2 separate regions of the Danio rerio genome follow, and region 1 is linked to region 2. A link is a contact called in public Micro-C data. All regions are on one chromosome and are shown on one strand. Each heading gives the region's core, a stretch centred on a gene start, on an enhancer-like site or on the middle of the called end of the contact. The rest is flanking DNA. Distances are from core to core; before and after follow the strand shown. Region 1 holds the start of dhdds (dehydrodolichyl diphosphate synthase). Region 2 overlaps ago1 (argonaute RISC component 1).

Region 1 (5,537 bases), core at 112-2,611, 61 kb before region 2:
AAAAATGAATCACTTTCTGGCCATCGGATATTAGGCATGGATATATATATACTGCAATCTTCATTTTCGAAAGCCTTAAATCGCTTTGTAAACGTTTATTATTACCATTTCATGAGTCTCCCCATTCAGTTGAATAGAGCGCTTGGACCCGGAAGCCGCTTCGTGTGACGTCACACTTAACAAGCGGATTGAGTGTCGCCTCTTGGTCATTCTAAGGGTAAAGTCTAGATATGCGACTGGCCGGAAGTGTGATGTGCACATTAATAAAGCAGCATTTTTTTATGACACTGTATAACAATAATTAATATTTTTACAGTACTGTGAGGGTTGGGTTTAGGGTTAGGGTGGGGGTAGGCGTTAAAAAATACATTTTATTGGGTAATTTAATAGATAACATAACTAATACTCGGTACAACTACAGTTTTTACATTACTGTGACGGTTGGGTTTAGGGTTGGGGTAGACGTTGATAAAATACAACAAATTAGAAATTTAATAAATAATAGAAATAATTTGCGTTAACTTCCGGCCGCAAACGTATCCGCTCTAGCAACAACCCATTCTAAGCTCTGTCATAACTGAGCTGGAGGGGTGTGGTTAAGTATGTTAGTCACACCCTTAACAACAGACTGATGTCATCTGAGAATTAAACTGAAAACAAACAGGAAGTGCATTTTCAAATTTTAATTTCAGATCTCAAGGGCAAACATTTTTTTCATAATGACATACACAGATGAATTGTTCACCACAAAACAAGCAATGTGAGCTAACGTAACTAAAGCAATATGTTTAGATTTAATTTTATGTGTACTTTAAAATATATTCCAACAAATGCCAATACGCAATTCATTAAAAGGTTTGATTATTTACACACAATTAAGTCACTTGCTTTAAAGAAAATGACAGTATAGTAAGTGTATAGTGCGCTAATTATATCCCCACGTAGGATTATTATTATTATATTAAGATATCAGTCTGCCTTGTACACAAACACACCAACCTATTTTCCATGTAACGTTAAACATGATAACACGAACAATTTTAACTCCACCAGTAAACAGCGTCTCACTCTCGTTGTGTTCATCTGAATGAAACACACCTGATTAATAATACTATGGTAAATAACCTGCTCGTCTTTGGAAGCACAAGAGCGCGCTATAACTAGCCTAAAAATAACAACATCGCGATGTTAAAACAACATGTCACTGTCATCACATTCATTCAAAGGAGGCTTTCATTCAGAGAAACCGAAATCAGCTTAAAATGAAGCATATATTTGATGTATTTAAGAGAAATCTTAAAGCTCCAACTCACAGCCTGTCTGTAAGATGACGCCTTCTTCCGCTGACAGGACATGACGACACAGAAACGCGACAGACAACGCCAAAAAAACAAAATAAAACACAACACGTAAAATTAATACATGTAAATAAATATAATAAAATACAAAAATAAATTCAAGAAATCATATATTTAATGATATATAACTTTGGTTCGAGAAGTGGACACAAATTAAATCCCATTTCCTGCATTTACATATTTTTAGGGACTATGCTGACACAAAATCCAGGGAAAAGATAGGTTAAATAAACTAATTTCAGTTCAAACTGAGCTAAAAATGTTAAATTTAATTCATTTTCCTTCGGCTTAGTCCTTTTATTAATCAGAGGTCGCCACAGCGGAATGAACCGCCAATTTAGCAAGCATATGTTTTATTTAGCGGATACCCATCCAGCTGAAACCCATGACACAATCGTAATCAATTTATTAAATTAAGTTAATGACTAACAAAATTCAGTTGTATGTTTTAGTAATGTTAACATAGTGACTGCAAATATGGCTTTTCCTCAATGTTGATTTTAACCTAATAGCTAACATTTAGGCCCTACCTGTTGAAAAATCCAGCTTAAACCAGCCTAGGCTGGTTGGCTGGTTTTAGCTGGTCGACCAGGCTGGTTTTAGAGGGGTTTTTGGCCATTTTAAGGCTGGTTTCCAGCTATTTCCTGCATGGTCTTAACTGGTCAGGCTGGAAAATGACCAGCTAAATCCAGCTAAAACCAGCTTGACCACCCTGGTTTAAACTGGACATAGCTGGTTTTAGCTGGGCTTCCAGCCTGGCTAGGCTGGTCAAGCTGGTTTTAGCTGGTTATCTCCCAGCCTGACCAGCTAAGACCAGGCTGGAAATGGTTGGAAACCAGCCTCGAAATGGCTAAAACCCCTCTAAAACCAGCCTGGTTGACCAGCTAAAACCAGCCAACCAGCCTATGCTGGATTAAGCTGTTTTTTTCAGTAGGGCTACTAATGAAACTTTATTTTAAAGTGTCTCCTATTGTACTTTTATAATGCTTTTGCAACTATTCCTTTCAATAAAAAGGGCAAGATTTTATAAGCATACCCATCCCTGGGAAACACCCATACACTCTCATTCACACAAATACTCTACGGCCAATTTAGTTTACCCAATTTACCTATACATGTGTTTGTGGTGACACAGTGGCGCAGTAGGTAGTGCTGTCGCCTCACAGCAAGAAGGACGCTGGTGCGAATTTTGGCTCGGCTCATTTGGCGTTTCTGTGTGGAGTTTGCATGTTCTCCCTGCATTCGTGTGGGTTCCTCCCGGTCCCTGCTCTGGTTTTCCCTGCAGTCCAAAGACATGCAGTACAGGTGAACTGAATAGGCAAAATTGTCTAGTTTATGTGTGTGTGTCTACACACTCATACAGCGCTACCCACCGCGTCACCGCACAGCCAGGACACACAATATAAAACACAATAATGTGCAAAACATATTTGTTTTACATATCACAACTACATTTTGGAGGAAGTAAGAGTGTCTAGATATGATTCATCAATCACAAATCAGAAACAACAAAGAAAAAATATTTAAGCCATGATATTACCTAAGGGTGACACGGTGGCCCAGTGGTTAGCACTGTCGCCTCACAGCAAGTATGTCGCTAGTTCGAGTTGCAGCTGGGTCTGATGGCATTTCTGTGTGGTGTTTGCATGTTCTCCCCGTGTTGGCGTGGGTTTCCTCCTGGTGCTCCTTTTTTCCCCCATGCACAGTCACATGCGCTATAGGTGAATTGAATAAACTAAATTGGCTGTAGTGTATGTGTGTGTGTGTGTGAATAAGTGTGTATGGATGTTTCCCAGTACTGGGTTGCAGCTGAAAGGGCATCTGCTGTGTAAAACATATGCTGGGTAAGTTGGTGGTTCATTCCGCTGTGGTGACTTGTGATAAATAAGGGACTAAGCTGAAGGAAAATTAATGAATGGATGATATCAGCTCGTCTGAAAATTTTCAGTAGCTTGCTTCTACCAAGGTTTGACTATTCTGGATGGTGGCACAGTGGCTCAGTGGTTAGCACTATGGCCTCACAGCAAGAAGGTCACTGGTTCGAGTCCCAGCAGGGCCAGTTGGCGTTGCTGTGTGGAGTTTCCATGTTCTCCCCATGCTGGCGTGGGTTTCCTCTTGGTTTGCAGTCCAAACACATGCGCTATAGGTGAATTGAATAAACTAAACTGGCCGTAGTGTATGAGTGTGAGTGGGAATGTGAGAGTTCTGGGTTGCGGCTGGAAGGGCATCCGCTGCGTAAAACATTTGTGTAAATAGTTGCCGCCTGGCGGTTCATGGCAACCCCTCATGAATAAGGGACTAAGCAGAGGGAAAATTTATAAATTAATAACTGTTTTGCACAGTGTTATGCTAAATTTCAGTAGTTCGTTTTACAAAGCGCACAGTGTATAACCTTATAGAATTTCTCCATGTTTCTCTTTACTCGAATCTTCCTTTCTTTTACTTTTTTATTCATTAATTTTCTTTTGACTTAGTCTCTATTTCACAGGTCACCACAGCGGAATGAACCACCAACTATTCAGGCATATGTTTTACACAGGAGAAACCCACGCCAACATGCAAACTCCACACAGAAATGCCAACTGACCCCGCCAGGACCCGAACCATGGGACCTTCTTGCTGTGAGGCAACAGTGCTAACCATTTAGCCACCATGCCGCCCTGTATTAATCAATAGTAATCTAAATATGAATGTTTATTTTCTTTTTTGATTGTTTGTTTATTTGTAAGCCCTTTTCCCGAAGCGATTTCGAACACCGACAGTTAGTAAACCTGCCTATGTAGTGTAGTGTGTAGTATGCAGTGCGCTAGTGTTCCTTTTCGTTCTCAATGACCACAGTGTGATTTTTAAGCGCACACTAGAGGGCGAACACAAAACAGACTAGTTCCAGGCAAGAATCTCAGCAGTGGGAGGAGAAGAAGAAGACGAAGAAGAAGAAGAAACGGGCGCTCGCTCGGTCTGAGGGGGGGTGACGGACGGGTCGAGCGTTTTGTTCCGCTGGTGAATCCTGCTTGAACGGAAAGCAGGAGACACAACAACCCGACACACAGAAGCCAGACCAGCCACTGACGAAAGTGCACGGAGGAGCGGGTCTATATAAATAGGAACTACGGAGCTTTTGTTTCTCTCTCAACTCCTGCGGGTTTGGGGGCTCCAGCGGCGGCGGCGGAGAAGATCCCGCTCGCCTAGGGAAGGAGGCTGGAAGTCGGGGACGCTTCCAGCCTGCAGGGCCAGGCGCCGTGGCGATTGAGTATCTGGACTTTGGTGAACCCTTAGGGGCTCAGTGGATGGGATGGAGCCGGGACCATCTGGCGCTGGTGGGTTTGGATCTTTTAAGTTGTTTACAAATTTATGAATGACATAATGTTTCCCGTTTACCGCACGAGGCACTGATGTGACACATAGTATCACATCAGTGATAGTGATGTGTCTAGTTCTAAAATGACACATAGAAACGTTTTTAAACCTTCTAAAGCAATACATACTAAATGACACACTTATACCGTTCTAAGATGATAAATTGTATCGTTTGATAGCCTTTCAAATGAATGCATTCTAAATGTGACACACTTGTATCAATCTGAAATGATACATTGTAGCGGTTTATAGCCTTAAGAAGGAATACGTTCTAAATTACACACTTGTATCATTCTAAAATGATACATTATAACGTTTTAAAGCCTTCCAAAGAGATGCATTCTAATGTGACACACTTGATACAAAGTATGTTCCATAGCCGTCCGTATGGATACATTGTAACATTCTCTAATGACATCTAAAAGTCAATGTTGAAAGTGTTAAAAGTCAAAAACAGTGTAACGTTTTGTCAGAATGTGCGTTATGAGGTGATACCTGGAGATAAGTAACACAGACTGGTGATAAAAGGGGAAAATGGTGCCGGGAAGCAGGGATATTGTCTCAGGTCAGGGGTCGTGGGAAGACAGGAGGTTGAATCCCGCCTTCAGCAGATGCAGCAGGGGAAAGTGACCCCCAGGGGTCTTTATTGATCCTGCTGAAATGTGGCTCATTTCAGTGTTACCAATTTCACTTCCATTAACACAATAAATCCGCAAGATTATGAGCAGATAAATGATTTATATTAGGATGGATAAAAGCTACCTGGGTTCTGTAGTATAATTAGATTAGATGTTTTGGAAATGTTAGATGGATGCATTGTAA
Region 2 (5,286 bases), core at 2,099-4,598:
TTAATCACTCACTCACTTAGATAGAGATGGGTTTAAAGGAAAATTATCATATAAATATAATCTGGTAAAAGCTGGTATCTCTGGGTATTTACAATGTCCCCTGCAACAGAAAAAAACCTCTCATTTGGGACTGAGGTTTCTGGGACAAGAGAGATATGACTTGGCCCAGGTTGACAGCAGTGGGTAACGTTGTGCATTGTCTTTCCCCCACTTGAGAGGACAAACCATGAGTGAGATAGAGGTCTCATGTCTGCATCAATCTGAACAGTGTGCTGACAACACCGCTATTCAGTACGCGCGCGACAACACAGCTGATAAGAACTCGCGCGACAACACAGCTGATAAGAACTCGCGCGACAACACCCGCTGTAGAGTTTTCCAGCTCTTTTTCATCCCCAGTTCTAGCAGCACACTCCATTTCCGCATTACTGGATCTGTAGCGACAACAGACCGCAAGGGATGATGGTCAAGCATGGGCTGATGGGAATTGTAGTTTTCGCTACCTCCCGTTCGCTTCATTCGCCTGAGCAAATTTTCTCAGAAGACCTATAGTTTTACCGAGTCATGCGACTACGGTAATATCGAAAAAAATTTATATTGCGGTATGACGGTATTTACAATACCGTTACATCCCTAACGCTACCTACTATTAAATTTCTTACATTAACCAAAAATAAAGTTCCATAAATAAAGCGTTCAATTCTACCCTCCATAACTAACCATAAAACATGAGAAAATGGGACAAAAGATAAAGGGCATTCCCTTTGATAATTCAGCAGTAAGTAAATATTAGCCACAGCTAACACAGGATACCATCAACAGCGTGCTTTTATAGCTGGCGCCGCCCCTCTCAGAGCTGCACCTGATCTCCGCTCATGTGGAGAGAGAGAAGGAGACAGATAATAGAGGATACAACACATACAGGAACAAAACACTATCATTGTCAAAATAATCTTACTCAATATGTAATTATATATATATATATATATATATATATATATATATATATATATATATATATATATATATATATATATATATATATATATATATATATATATGCATATATGCATCAGAGGAAATAAACATTTTTAACTAAATAAATTCCAAATTATGACAAAATGTTGGCTCAGTGGTTAGCACTGTCGCCTCACAGCAAGAAGGTTGCTGGTTCGAGTCCCAGCTGGAGCAGTCGGCGTTTCTGTGTGGAGTTTGCATGTTCTCTTCGTGTTGGTGGGGAGCCTATAAATTGTTACAGGATTTTTTTATGTCGTAGGCTAGATTAACATGAGAGAATGTAAATGTTTGAAAATAAATTGCCTATTAAGTCTTCAAGCATTTGATGCTGTGATAACCAACCACTAATACAACAATCTCAATGTTCTTAAAAACACTGTGAAAGCTTCAATAATAAGTAATTATCCACAGTGTTTTGAAGTGCCCATGATATCATTATCATGCATGTTCATTATCATGATATATTGAGTTCTTTAATATCAGCATCTGTCGGGTCTTCACACTGATAATAAATGTGTGTGTTTGCTCTGTGCAGCGGAAGTGAAGCGTGTTGGAGACACTCTTCTAGGAATGGCCACTCAGTGTGTGCAGGTGAAGAACGTGGTAAAAACCTCCCCGCAGACGCTCTCCAACCTCTGCCTCAAAATCAACGTCAAACTCGGCGGCATCAACAACATCCTCGTGCCGCATCAACGGTGAGATGTGTTCAGGTTCTGCACGGGTAATCCAAAAGCAATACAATTACACTGTGATGCAGCTGCCATTTAAAGGGATAGCTCACCTAATACATGTTTAACAGATGAACGTTACAATAATGCTATTTCTAGTTTCCTGCAATAATTTTATTTTGATTTCAGCATACAGTCTGTTAAAATAACTACAAAATCAATAATAATAACAACAGTAATGATATTTATTATTATTATTATTATTATTATTCATTCATTCATTTACCTTCAGCTTAGTCCCTTTATTCATCAAGTAACACCACAGTGAAATGAACCGCCAACTTATGCAGCATATGTTTTACACAGCGGATGCCCTTCTAGCTGCAACCCAGTACAGGGAAATACCCATACACTCTCACACACACACTCATACACTACGGCCAATTTAGTTTATTCAATTCACCTATAGCGCATGTGTTTGGACTGTGGGGGAAACTCTCGCTAACACGGGAGAACATGCAAACTCCACACAGAAATAATAATTGGACCAGCCGGGGCTCGAACCAGCGACCTTCTTGCTGTGATACGACAGTACTAACCACTAAGCCACTGTGTGACCCTATTATTATTATTATTATTTATTTTAATTATTTTCGTTCTTCTTGTCATTCTGTTTCATTACTTAAATCTTGTTTCATTACTTAAATCAGTTTTATATATTGTTCACTTTCATAGATATATATATACTTACATTTTATAATCATACTTCAGTCACTTCTGTGTATCTATGTGTATGTCGTGTATGTTGTGTGTATGACTTCACTGTGGACGGCAAAGTAAGAATCTCATTGTACAGGGAAACGTGTTTTCTTACTGTGCACATGACAATAAACAGTTGAATTGAATTGAATTCTAGTGTATAAATACAGCATTTTGACTAAATTGTACATCTTTAGATATATATATATATATATATATATATATATATATATATATATATATATATATATATATATATATATATATATATATATATATATATATATATATATATTTTTTTTTTTTTTTATAATAATACAGTGAGGGTGCACTCACACTAGGCTACAAGTATACAATTTACAAGTAATTTACAAGTAAGTAAAATTTAAATAACTATTTTTTTTTATTTGTCAGACAAAGCACAGTGCTCATTCAGTAAAGCCTAAGCTAAACTTTTATATTATCTATCTATCTATCTATCTATCTATCTATCTATCTATCTATCTATCTATCTATCTATCTATCTATCTATCTATCTGTCTATCTGTCTATCTGTCTATCTGTCTATCTATCTATCTATCTATCTATCTATCTATCTATCTATCTATCTATCTATCTATCTATCTGTCTATCTATCTGTCTATCTGTCTGTCTGTCTGTCTGTCTGTCTGTCTGTCTATCTGTCTGTCCGTCTGTCCATCTGTCCGTCTGTCCGTCTGTCTGTCTGTCTGTCTGTTAATTCAGCAAATTGTGCATCCCTACAAATATATATATATATTTCTCTTTTATATTTCTGAACAGTTGCTGTGACTCTTTTACAGGTCAGCAGTGTTTCAGCAGCCCGTGATCTTCCTCGGGGCAGATGTTACACACCCGCCGGCTGGTGATGGGAAGAAGCCATCTATTACTGCTGTGAGACACACATACACACACACAGATACACACATACACAGACAAACCTTTCTAAATATAGAAAACCATAGAAAACAGTGGGTGTGGCTTGTTTTTTCTACTGCGAGCTGATTGGATGTAGTAAAGTATGTATTTCAGAAAGATGGGGAAAAGGTTTGGGGAGAGTTATTACAGACTCCTCCTCCTCACCATTTCTGTTTGTTGTCTGACAGCCGAATGGGTGTGGTTAAATATGTTAGCCACGCCCAATACCTCAGACCGATCTAATCGGAGAATTCAACTGAAAACTAACAGGAGCTGCATTTTCAGATTTTTAGATCACAGGGGCCAACTATTTTCTTCTTAATGATGTCCACAGATGAGTTGTTCACCACAAAACTAGCAATGTGAACTCACCAAATCAGTATGGTTAGTTTTGATCCCGTGTACTTTAATTTTCGTCCCACGCTGTAATTACGCCCATCTGTTGTACTGAACACAGGCGGAGGAGGAGCAGGGCATCATGGGAGTGTTGAAAAGGGAAAATGAGTCACAGACGGGCAGGAAATGATGTCACCTGCCGCCCAGCACATGCAAGCACTTGTAACTGGCTGTTTTTTTTACTAAACGCTGATGACAAAGAGCTGAGTCACAGCGGCGGATATGAGCGCATTGATGATGGAGGGATGCTGTTTTCTCTTCTGCATCCAGAGGGCGGCAGATTCCTCTATACAAATACTCACAGACACACACACACTGCAAAACTGCATTTCTTATTGTGAACCTCGGGCATGGAATAATTTGTAAAGAGATTTGAAACTAGATAGAATTGTGTCTTTTGGGTGAATTGAAGGCTTTATAAAGAGAGTGGTGTTGGATGCATGTGATTGTTTATGTTGAGAGGACTGATGAAAGGTTGTTGTAATGTGGTGCTCCTGTATTTTTTAATAGTTTGGGATGTTATCTTTGCCGTGTCTTTTTAAATCTTAGTTAGTCTTCCTGATTAATTAATGAGACTTCTGTTTTTTCTTTGAGTTTTTGATTTGTTTCTAGTCCTAAACTCTAATATTAGGCCAAAATTAAAAATAAAATGTTCATGCTTAGTTTTTGTCTTGTTTTCTAATATGTAAAATCTCTTAAGGCTTCAAGTTTTTAACAGATTTGTGTGTGTTAAGCATCAGTTAAGAGAATGTTAGCACCTGTCAGCTTTAATTGTGGGGAAAACTGGGTAATTTTGAGCTTTGGTCAGCTGATTTCATCTTCAAAGATGAAGCGTTGGTTTCTCATTATTATTCATAGCTGAGTTTTCCTATTCTATGAGAAGAGCCGGCTTCTTAATTATTCATGACTGTGCGTGCTTTCTTAAGGCAAAGCAGACCTGCCAGTGCCAAGCTGTGAGATCTTACCTTGATAACTGGGTGAGACGCGTTAACAGACCCACAGCACGCAGTATTTATCTGTTCATGAAGGGTCGTATGTGTTTGTTTCCATGATCCACGGGGTTTGTTGCATGTTTTTCCCTGCGATGCTGTCAGGGGGATGAGTAAAAATATTGTTTTGTTTTCAGAAATATTAAGTAAAACATTTTTAAACGTATTTCAAGTAAAAATATTTTTGTTTTCAGAAATATTACATCAAAATGTAAAAACATTGTAAAAATATTGATTTGTTTTCAGAAATATCAAATCAGAATCTAAAAGAATGAAAAGGTATTATAGGTAAAAACTTTTTTGAAATTACGTCAAAATGTAAAGATTATAAAAATGTTTTGAGTAAAAATATTGATTTATTTTCAGAAATATTAAGTCAAAATAAAAGTTAAAAATATATATATATGTTTTTTTGTTTTTTAGAAATATTATGTCAAAATGTAAAAAGAATTTAAAATCATTGATTTAAAACTACATTGACATAAAACTATTTCAGGTAAAAAAAATTATTTATTTTCAGA

The links. A called contact is a pair of places that touch in the nucleus more often than the background predicts.
Region 1: a contact with region 2 is called in a Micro-C map of caudal fin, with 4 times the contacts expected there. The contact joins the promoter of dhdds here to the enhancer-like site in region 2. A contact is called at or near these places in 2 of 18 Hi-C or Micro-C datasets (caudal fin and an unstated tissue).

The regions. Positions count from the first base shown.
Region 1 is chr16:55,752,056-55,757,592 of GRCz12tu, reverse strand. It overlaps dhdds (dehydrodolichyl diphosphate synthase), which reads right to left and starts at 1,361. Exons shown (of 9, transcript NM_213187.1): 1 at 1,314-1,361. It overlaps ago1 (argonaute RISC component 1), which reads left to right and starts at 4,317. Exons shown (of 19, transcript NM_001317223.1): 1 at 4,317-4,675. The coding sequence starts at 4,651.
Region 2 is chr16:55,693,698-55,698,983 of GRCz12tu, reverse strand. It overlaps ago1 (argonaute RISC component 1), which reads left to right. Exons shown (of 19, transcript NM_001317223.1): 13 at 1,553-1,712; 14 at 3,266-3,356. Among named protein-coding and RNA genes, the nearest start is that of ago3a, 22 kb to the right of the region's middle. Within about 2 kb of position 3,348, at least 16 of the 62 cell types and tissues checked have an H3K27ac peak or open chromatin away from gene starts, as enhancers often do. A contact at or near this core is called in caudal fin, where this site is marked.